4 separate regions of the Mus musculus genome follow, and all the other regions are linked to region 3. The links are chromatin contacts, called in public promoter capture Hi-C maps. All regions are on one chromosome and are shown on one strand. Each heading gives the region's core, a stretch centred on a gene start, on an enhancer-like site or on the middle of the called end of the contact. The rest is flanking DNA. Distances are from core to core; before and after follow the strand shown.

Region 1 (2,700 bases), core at 179-2,678, 1.2 Mb after region 3:
CGGGGGACCAGGCTGCAAGAGTCACAGGTGCAGAAGGTTTTTCACTAAAAACAGCATAGAAACAAAAGAATGAAGGCGCCAGGAGGAAAACATAGTCTCAGAACAAAATCAGTCTCGGAGGGGATGGCAGATCTAATGGCAGGTATTACAGAAGTTTAGATAGTCACCAGAGATAGAGAGTATCAGCTCTATTAGGTCTTCCGTTACGCCTGTCTGATTGGCTTAAACCTTTGTGCTAGTCTTTATCTTGAGAGATCTCTTTGCTAAGCACGTGATAGGTGTTAAGCCAATATTGATTTTTTTTAAAAGGAGAGATAGTCATTAAATCTAAGCTTCACGGTTAGTTTTAACTTTCAACTTATGGATCACAAGCCAAACGATTCATATGATCCCTGAATTTCATTACTCATAAGGAGAAACAGTTCGGGTAGGCACGACCTCAAAGTCATCAAATTACTCACACCACACAGCTTAGAAGTCCGATAAGGCAATGTTTGGGTAGAGTCTTGCAGAGATTAAACATCTTGAGCAGAGAGCCCCAACAAAGTGCATAGTGAGTTCGAATGTATTGTAATTAAAGTCATCCAGATGGTAGTTGGACTAATCAATGATGAGGCGGTATTTATCTTGGGATAGAAGATTCTGAACTCCAGAGTAAGAAAATCCCCAAGGTGGGGGGTGGGGACAGTTAATAAGTGCCCCTGGGAAAGGCCCATTCAGCTAGGGCTGCAAAATTCGTTTGAATTTGAATCAATTTGAATAGAAATCTCCCCCAGGAAGCAGGAACCAGATCCTCTAAGCCCAGCAAACTTTGGGCAGGAAGCGAGTACTGCAAAGCAACAGTCCCTTGTCTGTGGTTTGGGGCGCAGAGAAAGAAATCACAAGCGGGAATCGAGTGTTTGAGTTCCTTCAAAGAACCCGGGAGCGCAGAGTAACGAACTCCAGGCACAGTGCTGGCAAGCCCTCTCCTGTCCGCACCCATGCGGGTGCTCCGGCGCGTAGGCCTTCTCTTCACCGCTAGGGCGTCCACGGAGCAGCCCTCGTCCGGCCCGGCTCCCGAATCCGCAGCCAGCAGCGCGGGGCGCCGAGGGGGGCGGGGCGACGAGCGGGCGGAGGGCGCGGGAGGTGCATCCTGGGAAATCCAACAACATGGGGCGCCCGGGCTGCGGGCGCTGTGGCCGCCTCGCGTCCCGGCCGCAGGCGCCGCCGCTCTCCTGACGTCCGAGCCGAGGCCCGCCCGCCGCAGCCCGGTTCCCCCGCCCAGGCGCCCCCGCCCCCCGGCCGCGCCATGTGAGGGGCAGCTCCCGCCACCGCCTCTTCCTCCCCGCGCCTCCCGCCCGCCCCCGCCGCCTCAGCCCCCGCCATGGACGCGCACTACGCGCCCGCGGGCTTCGCTGAGCCTCCCGCGCCCCCCGCCAGCGCCGCCACGCAGCCCGCTGCCCCCGCCTGGGCCTACGAAGCCCGGGTCCCGGCCGCCGCCTCCAGCCCCAGCTGCAGCGGCAGCAGTCCCAGCCTCAAGGCCAGGTAGAGAGGGTGGGCGCGGGGTCTCACTGGGCCAGGAAAGGCCGCGGATGCGCCGGGGCCTGTGCCCGCCCCTCTCGGGGGCCCAGGCCGGGTGGGGAGCCTTCGAGGCGCCCTTCTTTGCTCCCGGGAGAGGCGGTGGACAACTCCTGGCGGGTGGTCCCGGCTGGGAGGGGGCGCATGGTGCAGGATTCGCTCCTGGGGCGGGTCGGGGCGTGGGGCAGAAAGGGAAGGTTGGGTGGGATGGAGGGGCGCAGTCACCTCTCGGTGCTGGACTCCCACATGGTAAAGTTTAAGCTCCGGGCTGACCTCGGTATCTGGGGAACCGGGACTGACTCCGCGGGGAGGCCTAAAGGGGCGCCGCGGAGTCCTGGGCAGTGACATTCCATTGTATTGGAATCTGGGTGGCCGACAATGTGGTGTTGGGGGCTTCGGCAGTGTGAAGGTGAGGGCGGTGGCAGGGCATGACGAGGAGCGGGGCCGTGTCGCTGACACTGGGGGTCCTGGGATGACTGGGCTGCAAGAGAACCCCCAGGGCGGGACACGAATGCAAAGCAGGGGCTGGGTGACATATGTTTATAGTGATGTAGTGTTCCACGCGTTCAAAGTTGCTTTTGGGTTTCCTCTGCTTTTAACAACGGCAGGAAGTCAAGATTCCCTCTTGGCTTTCAGTGTCTGGGGGTGACTGAGTTTTGGGAAGCGTTGAGGGCTGGTGGTCAAAGAAGGCTCTAGAGGTCGAAGACCCAAAGCATGCTTCTCCGTCTCCACTTCATTGTATAGTGCGGCTCTCCAGCATGGGCAGTAGACCCCAAAATGGGGACTCCTGTTTGCTATTTAAGCTCGCGAGAAATGTGTAGCAGTACTACACTTTGAAATGGTCACATTCGAATGATAACTGGAAGGCGTGGTCTGGCTTTGGGAGCGGGGTACTTTTTAAAAACCGCCTCCCCTAAACAATACTCGATCTAGTAGGTATAGCTTCTGACCCAAGAACAGGGAAATCCTGGCTGGTAATGACTTCATCCTCAGCTACCAACAGGAAGCCTTGTACCTATGTGATCTCACCAGGTTTCTAAACGATTTAAACGACACGAGTGAACTTTTTATTTCACTTTACACATTCTAATTACCTTTGTTTTTATGAAAGTGCCGCATTCATGATTTAGAATAGATGTGTAA
Region 2 (2,700 bases), core at 110-2,609, 1.1 Mb after region 3:
AAGAGGGCATCAGATCTCATTGCAGATGGTTGTGAGCCACCATGTGGTTGCTGGGATTTGAACTCTGGGACCCTTGGAAGAGCAGTCAGTGCTCTTAACCGCTGAGCCATCTCTCCAGCCCCCAATGAATGACTCTTAAGGGACTCCACATGGTTGAAACAGAAGGTAGCAATTAAATACAGGATCCCATAAATTCTTTGACAGTTCACACTCACTTTTTTTGAAAATTCTACATGAGGTAGAAGATCGGAATTATGTATGAATAATTTAAGCCCATAATTCAATTCAGCATTATAGGGATTAAGAAGACAGTTTTTTGTTTTGTTGTGTGTTTTTTTTTTTTTTTTTTGTTTTGGTTTGGTTTGGTTTTGGTTGGGCGGGGATGTAATTTTTGTTTGTTGTTATTTTTCAAGACAGGGTTTCTGTATAGCCCTGGCTGTCCTCGAACTAAGCCTTTAAACCAGGCTGGCCTGGAACATACATCCACCTGCCTCTGCCTCCAGAGTGCTGGGATTAAAGATGTTTGCCACCACTGCTTGGCTGAAGACAGAAATTTTATTCCCAGCAAATTTCCAATTAAATCTGTCTGTAAAAAACACACATGAAGAATAAATAATACTGTCAAATTCCTGCATTCTGAGGCTCAGGCAGGAGGATAAAAGATTTGGACGTCCTCCTGCATTACATACAAATCAAGACCTTAACTCAAAATCTGACAGAATAAAATTACCAGAAGAAATACGGAAAATCTAAAAATTTCTTTGAATATTTACATACTTCCATGATTTATAATTTTTGCCCTATACTTGAACTGTTCTGTAAAGTAATACCCACCAATTTACTAAGTTTTTTAAATGTGACAAAATGCCAGGCAGTGGTGGCGCACTCCTTTAATCCCAGCATTTGGGAGGCAGAGGCAGGAGGATTTCTGAGTTCGAAGCCAGCCTGGTCTACAGAGTGAGTTCCAGGACAGCCAGGACTACACAGAGAAACCCTGTCTCTGAGCAGTCGACTCCGTCAAAACTTTTGACAAGGGTGTCCAACATTATAACACTGTATTCATAACGTAAACGTGGGTCAAACAAAAGCAAGCACCCTAAAGCACACAACCCTATTAAGAAAACGCAAGCATCGTATTACCAACCAGCAGACCTGATGGGTGGCGGCCGAGGTGGAAGTCTAGACCCACCTGAAGGAGACTTGAGGGCGACCAGGCCTGGGGAAGTCAGCACGAGGATTTGGTGGGACACCTGAGGTCCAGGGCGACCTTGGTAAGAAACTGGGTGAAAATATTAGAGCGACCTCAAACAGCGCTCAACGCAATGCCTGATTTACCTCAGCGAAGACCGCTCAGTGCTCAGCACTTCCGGGTCATCTTCCCCTACCCAAAGGCGCTTCCGGTTTTCAGTCCGCATTTGTGCGGCTACATTTAAGGAATTGGAGCGGACGTATGTTAGTTTTTCTTTTTCAAGACAGGGCTCTTCTTTGTAGCCCTGTTTGTTATGAAACTCACTCTGCAGACCAGGCTGGCCTCGAAAACGGAGATCTGCCTACCTCTGCCTCCTGAGCGCTGGGAAGACCACCACTGCCGCCCTGCGTATTATTTGGAGGCGGGGGAGGGGTGTTGGGACAGTGTCTTACTATGTAGCCTTGGCTACCTGAAACTCACAGAGATCCGCCTACCTGTACCTACATCCAAAGTGCTGGAATTAAAGGACTATGCCACCATGTTCTGTTATGTTCATTTTAAATAGTCTTTGGAACAATTTAAAAGCAAACAATAACAAAAAAATACCAACCAGTGTTATTGATTAGGAACAACGAACGCTGTAAGAATAAGAAGGAGGAGGTGCCTATCCATTTAATACCTTATGATTTTGGATGTTTGATGTTCATGAATATGTTATTCATCAAGAAGACAATGTAGTTTTTTGTTTATTTGTTTTTTAAGCGAAATATTACATAGAAAAGGAAATGTAGGGAGCAACAAGATGGCTCTGCAGGTGAAGTCACCTGCTACCAGACCTGACGACCTCTTAGTTCTATCACTCGTTGTCCTCTTATCGCTTCCTGTGCCAGGGAGAAGGGAACAGGAAACAGGGAGGGGGTAGAAGAAGAGAAGGGATGGGGGAAGGAGAGACAGAGATAATTTTTAACTTTAGAGAAAAAGAAATTCTAATCTTATTGATTGCACCTCTTCTCTATTCTGAAACCTAACACGATGGTTCACAGGTGAGAACTCATTCCATACAACTATTAATACAGTATGTTCCAGGCCTACAGAGCTTATCCATGCTACCAAAATCTGAAAGGACTCTGACATGCATAGGGTACACAAATACACATACAAGTCAAAACGCTTATATACACAAAATAATACCAAAAAAACCTGCTTTGTAAAGCTCTCTGTTTCACATTGCTATCAAATCTAGAAGTGTTTGGCTGTTACCATCCTCTTCTAATAATTCCTATCCACATTTCTCCAGGTTATCTCCAGGATCCCAGGCCTGAGTGTTGTAAGCTAGCTTCCTGTTCTCTAAGCTTTACATTTTCAAATTAGGACTATGTGTACTTGCCTTAAACTCTGTTTGATTTTTTTTTTTCTTTTAGTCAATCAGAGAACACAGAAAACAACTATCCTCATAGCTTCTCAAGGAATTATAAGTCAAAGTAAAAAGTTATAACATGGGATAACTGTAT
Region 3 (2,700 bases), core at 41-2,540:
AAGCCATCTGTTTTTTTTTTCAATGAACTAAACACAACAACAGCAATAAGTTGTTTGTGAAGAAGTGAGTTTTACCAAATATATTTTCAGAAACAGAACCACCAGACTCAATGTTTCAAGTGTCTGAATACATACCCAAGCAAACCACCGATAAGACATCTTTGAAACAGAGAAAGTTAAAGAGAATGTATTTATTGGATGATATCAATTAAATATTGACAGCTTAGGTTGACCAAGGACACCTTGGAGATAAAGCAAAAAGTTCATCTCATTTAGTGCACAATGCTAGAATTCTTGGAGATGAGAATGAAAAGCATTTGTGAGTTCATATGAAAAAACATCAAACAAACTGGCTAAAGAAAATAAATTACACAATAACCTGATGGAATAGTATATCAAAACTTTTGTTCTCAAAATTGGACTTCTTGAACATATTTCTGTATACAGACAAGGGTCAAGAAGGATTATTTGAGGGCTAGGTAAGGTATATGGGGGCTTTCTTATAATATTGTACAGGGAGAGATTCACAATACTCACTATGCATTTTGGTAGGCTCACACACATAGTTTTCTAAGCCCAGGAATGAAGCTAGATCCTGCCACTGTATAATGGTCTTTGCTTTAAACATGACAAAATCTATCCATTGGAGAACCCAATCTGTGCTTTTATATTTAGATTTTAAAGTCAACTGTATCATTCTGCAGTTTTTCCTTACGTCATGCAATGCTCATTACAGTAAATAATTTATCCTATTAGAATATTTCCTACCTAATTTTATCTTTGGTGCTTCTTGAATTGATATTTGGAAGAAATAAGACAAAAGGGAAAGTACATCTAAGAAAGTAGCAACACCAAAACTACTTTGTATTGCCAAGGGAGATCATATTAAGGTCTCAAAACTAAGATGATTCTCATCTCCAGATACAATGGGGGGGGGGGGGGGAGAGAGAGAGAGAGAGAGAGAGAGAGAGAGAGAGAGAGAGACAGAACACAACAGCACAGTTCATTCTGTTAAGAACGCTGTTTCTACACCTGGATAATTATATACCCGGCCTTTGTCCTTGATTTGTTTCCTCATCTACAAAATAGTTCTAGCAACATCTTCCGCAGCTGTCTCACTGGGATGAAGCGAAAGCGACAAAGAGATAGAAAATGGGAAAGGATTTGCAGTTAAAAAATATTTTAAGTCAGTTGTTCAGGTTTAACGGAAATTATTAGGCATAATTTGTTAGCCATCCTCATCCTTATCACCAACTGCCCGTCCCCAGTATAAACAAATAGGACCGGAGTTGCTCAAGGTAAAGTAAGAGGAACCTAGGATGAAGGTGCACCTTAGGAGATGTAGAGGGATGCAACAATCGTGGTGTCGGGGCAAAGGAAGAATTAGAGCAAATTGAGGAAAGGCATTTCTCTGCGTACCTCTCACTGTTGACAAAACCTCAGAAATCCCGACGCGTTACCATAGCGGCCGCGTCTGGACTGGAGGCGGGGCCTTTCAGTAATGTGCACCAACAACTAGGGCGCGACTGGAAACGTACTCCCGCTGTACTCCAACTTCCGGCGGAAAAGAAAGTGGGTTCCGCTTTCCGTCCGGCTGCCGCAGCAAGTGGACTCCTGCTCCAAAGTGAAGCGCCATAAGTCTGACGCTGTGTGGAGCCAGGGGAAGGCATCAGCAGGGACAGCCTCGGTGGGGCGGACGCCTGCCTGTGGACGCCGCGTGTCCGCCAAGCTGCGGCTGCTTCAGGGTGAGTTGGTTTCTAAAGTCTGGAGGACTGTGGCATCCTGGAGTGCATAGCTTCGGGAGCAACGTCTTTATGGGCTGTGAGGATCTTTGCCCCAGCAAGAGGACTCCCCTTTCCCCGAGCCCGTGCGGTGCTGTCATTTTGTGCGTCTTTATTTTTACTCTAGAAGAAAGAAGCGAACCAGGGAAATTCAGGAACTATGTATGTCCTTAACATTTCTTTGGTATTCCATTCCTTTTATCTGTTCGTTTCATACATACTTATTAAGCTCCTGTGTGTTTAGTGAGCACCTGTATGCCAGTTTTGCCATTAGATAAGAAATACCTTTTTAAAATTTTAATTAGGTATTTTCTTCATTTACATTTCCAATGCTATCCCCAAAGTTCCCCATACCCCTCTCCCCCCCCACACACACTCTCCTACCCACCCACTCCCACTTCTTGGCTCTAGCGTTCCCCTGTACAAAGTTTGCAAGACCAATGGGCCCTCTCTTTCCACTGATGGCCGACTAGGCCATCTTCTGATACATATGCAGCTAGAGACAAGAGCTTCGGGGGGTACTGATTAGTTCATATTGTTGTTTCACCTATAGGGTTGCAGACCCCTTTAGCTCCTTGGGTACTTTCTCTAGCTCCTCCATTGGGGGCCCTGTGATCCATCCAATAGCTGACTGTGAGCATCCACTTCTGTGTGACAGCTATATCAGGGTCCTTTCAGCAAAGTCTTGCTAGTGTATGCAATGGTGTCAGCGCTTCTTAGAAGCCTATCCATCACCCAGGCTCATTATCAATTTCTTTTTATAACATTGTAAATTTATTTAGGTGATATGCATATTCCATGAAATATTTAATAGGTTTTCAGTATCTTTATATCCTTGTATCCTTGTACATGGCATTTATGGGACATTTAAAATGGAAATATAGACTTTCTTGGGCTTGCAATTTACTCAAGTAGTAAG
Region 4 (2,700 bases), core at 169-2,668, 1.2 Mb after region 3:
ACCTAACAAAATGTACTGAATATAATAACCAGGAGAGGCTTTTTCTGCGTACTGGAAAGGAAGTAACGAAATCTGCCCTTGCCCTAGTAGAACTTGACAGTCTACATTGTTAGATACAGATCTCAGAAAGACTCAGTTCTCCCAAAAGCAAAATGGTGTTTATCCCTCTCTTCCCAGGGCTTCCAGCCACAGGTTGTCTAAATGAGGGAGCAGGAGAATGGGTCTCCTGAGAGATACTTCCGATTCCTGTGCTCAACCATAAGGTATTTCTAGCTTCTCCACAGTCTGATCTCCACTGCTTAAGTAAGGTGAAAGAGCAGACTCCATTTTCCAGACCGCTTAAGCCTCTAGGGCGTGGGGCATGGATAGTGTTTGGAAGGAAACAAAAACAACGTCTGCAAAACATATGGAAATTCTTACTTGAATCCATTAATCAGAATAAAATAGATAATAGCCTTTCAGGGAAGAAAACAAATTTGGTGAAAAGTGAATTAACTGGAGACTAGAAAGGAGTGGGAATGCCATTTCACTGTGCTCTGTTTCAACTGTATGAAGTTCCAGGCTACTCTGGCCAAAGAGCAAAATTTAAATAGCGTTCCCAAGAGTAACAGCGCATGCTGTTTGGACATGAAGAGTGTGGTGAGACACTGTTCTCCTATCTTCTCACACCTCGAGCTCTGGGCCTCTTGAATTATTTTTAATTATATCTCTCACACAACATTTTTAAATAGAGAAATTTTCAAAATTTAACTTCATCTCATGACAATTAAGGGTGCTTATGCTCTTGCTGTTTCAAAAAAAAAAAAAGAAAAAAGAAAAAAACTCAACGAAAAGTTCAAGATCTAAGATTATTTGTTCAAGAAGGATGAACTTTTTAGCTGTCTGGGTATATGGGTAGCTACGGCCAAAGATATCTAATAAAAGCAGAAATATTCTGAGAACAAACACAATTTGTCACATTTTGTTTAAATTTACATACCGACACTAACCTAGTAGTATGGAAGATATTAAGCATCACAAGTATTCATCCACTGGAGGCTTATTAGTTAGCAGAGTGATGATATCATCACATGTCAAACAGCTTCTGGAAATTTCCACTGTAAACCCAAGGAGGGAAAGAATGAAAGTAAAAGAGGTGAAACCTTGCATTGTTGTCGTGGAAACAATTTTGACTCGGGGACATATTTGAAAGTATTTTTGTAGACAACCCAGACCTGGTGAAATACATCTGAGAACTTTGTAATTGCTATTAATTGATTTTTGGTCATGTGACAATGCAAATCACTAACAAAGTATATTTTCTCGGATGAATGCTATGTTCTCATCCCTGGACCACCCTGCGAGAACAGCTGACCGAAGGTAACCTCGGGAGGGCGCTCTGATAGGCCGCCAAAGTGTGAGCGTCCGGGTCTCAGTCGAGAAGGGCTGGGGACCGAGAGCGGGAGGTGGAGCGCTGCCAGGTGACCTCCTCGTCCGGTAGCGGTGGGAGTGGCTCCAGCACACAAGCTGGGCCCCGTGCGGCGCACGTTCCCCGAGCGCCCCTGCGCGGATCCTGGGCGCCTCTTTTGCGTCCTGGTGTCGCCTTGGAGCCGCGAAGAGCTAGGCTCCGACTGTCGCCGAGATCCAGAGGCGTCCGCGACTCAGGGCCAGGCCACCTCTCGGGCCAAGCGGATAACTCGGTTCCCGCCCAGGGGCTGCTGGAACATGCGCCCGGGGACACAGGTGCGGCGACCAGCGGCGAGGCGGGGCGGGGAGGAGTGGGAGAGTCATCCAGAGACGATGTCTCGACAGTGGCATTCCAGCACCTAGCTGCCTGTCAGCGTGGGCGAGAGTCGCGTCTGCCTGGGCCAGTGTCCGAACTCTCCTCCGCAGCTTCCCGGGAGTACCTTTTGTTCCCAGGCGCTCCGGAGGTGCCACCTGCCCGGAGCGCCTTGGGTCCCATAGATTAAGAGCGACCCGTGGGGTGCAACAGGTCGTTGTTGACTCAGTTCCGACTAAAACCCAACAGGCTGAGACTTGGCCTGCTTCTTTTCTTTTCTTTTAATGTCGTTGTCACTTTTGTTTTAGTTTGTTTGACAGTTGCTAGACTATGTTTCCACTTCTGATCGTACTCAGCCAGCTGCCCAGACTTACCCTCGCAGTTCCTCATTGTATCAGAAGCCTAAAGGATTCCGAACATGCCCCAGAAGAAGGTAAGCAAGCATGGCTGCCGATTGGGGGAAAACACTTCTGAAACCAGTTGCGGTCTACTGTGTAGATCTCAAGCCAAAGTGTGGTAGGGGGAATTACACGCCCCCGTGAACCACAGTGCAACAGCATATCCTATGTTTTAATTTGTGGCTTTCTTGTTTAGAGTTGTGGGTTTTTAACTATAATATGTACAAACGTATCTCCCTTAGTAAACAGATGTTTAACACCTGGTTTGTGGTTGACTAAATTGAAAGCCTTTTTCGAAGTCCGAAAGTCAGTGAGTTGTCGTTTCCTAGATGAAGCTGTGTGTTAGTTATAAAGAGGAAGGCTGCTTCTTGGAAGACTGACAGGGAGGCCAGACTCTTGTCAGGACTTGTTTGTGCACCGCTGGGAGTCCCCATATAGACAAGTGCTCTACCGCTGAGCCACATCCTGTCCCCTAGTCTGGATTTGTGAGATCCAGAGCAAGGGCTGGAAGGTAGGATGACCCTTCTGGTCATTGTTCCAAAC

The links. Promoter capture Hi-C pulls out the DNA fragments that hold promoters and counts their contacts.
Region 1: a contact with region 3 is called in a promoter capture Hi-C map of pre-B cells, with 3 times the contacts expected there. The contact joins the promoter of Qser1 here to the promoter of Dnajc24 in region 3. A contact is called at or near these places in 2 of 39 promoter capture datasets (HPC-7-derived erythroid cells and pre-B cells), 1 of 484 Hi-C or Micro-C datasets (CD4 T cells) and 1 of 115 datasets of contacts at active chromatin or transcription factors (astrocytes).
Region 2: a contact with region 3 is called in a promoter capture Hi-C map of hippocampal neurons, with 6 times the contacts expected there. The contact joins the promoter of Ccdc73 here to the promoter of Dnajc24 in region 3. A contact is called at or near these places in 6 of 39 promoter capture datasets (the 3T3-L1 cell line, 3T3-L1-derived adipocytes, cranial neural crest and 3 more).
Region 4: a contact with region 3 is called in a promoter capture Hi-C map of hippocampal neurons, with 5 times the contacts expected there. The contact joins the promoter of Prrg4 here to the promoter of Dnajc24 in region 3. A contact is called at or near these places in 3 of 39 promoter capture datasets (hippocampal neurons, liver and pre-B cells) and 1 of 115 datasets of contacts at active chromatin or transcription factors (pancreatic cancer cells).

What each region holds. Positions count from the first base shown.
Region 1 is chr2:104,815,424-104,818,123 of GRCm38.p6, reverse strand. It overlaps Qser1 (glutamine and serine rich 1), which reads left to right and starts at 1,428. Exons shown (of 12, transcript NM_001123327.2): 1 at 1,428-1,524. 2310047K21Rik (a long non-coding RNA gene) reads right to left here and starts at 1,202. Exons shown (of 3, transcript XR_003953885.1): 1 at 1-1,202.
Region 2 is chr2:104,884,983-104,887,682 of GRCm38.p6, reverse strand. Ccdc73 (coiled-coil domain containing 73) reads right to left here and starts at 1,359. Exons shown (of 18, transcript NM_177600.4): 1 at 1,190-1,359.
Region 3 is chr2:106,002,139-106,004,838 of GRCm38.p6, reverse strand. It overlaps Dnajc24 (DnaJ heat shock protein family (Hsp40) member C24), which reads left to right and starts at 1,290. Exons shown (of 5, transcript NM_026992.3): 1 at 1,290-1,745.
Region 4 is chr2:104,848,568-104,851,267 of GRCm38.p6, reverse strand. It overlaps Prrg4 (proline rich Gla (G-carboxyglutamic acid) 4 (transmembrane)), which reads left to right and starts at 1,418. Exons shown (of 6, transcript NM_178695.5): 1 at 1,418-1,722; 2 at 2,068-2,192. The coding sequence starts at 2,090.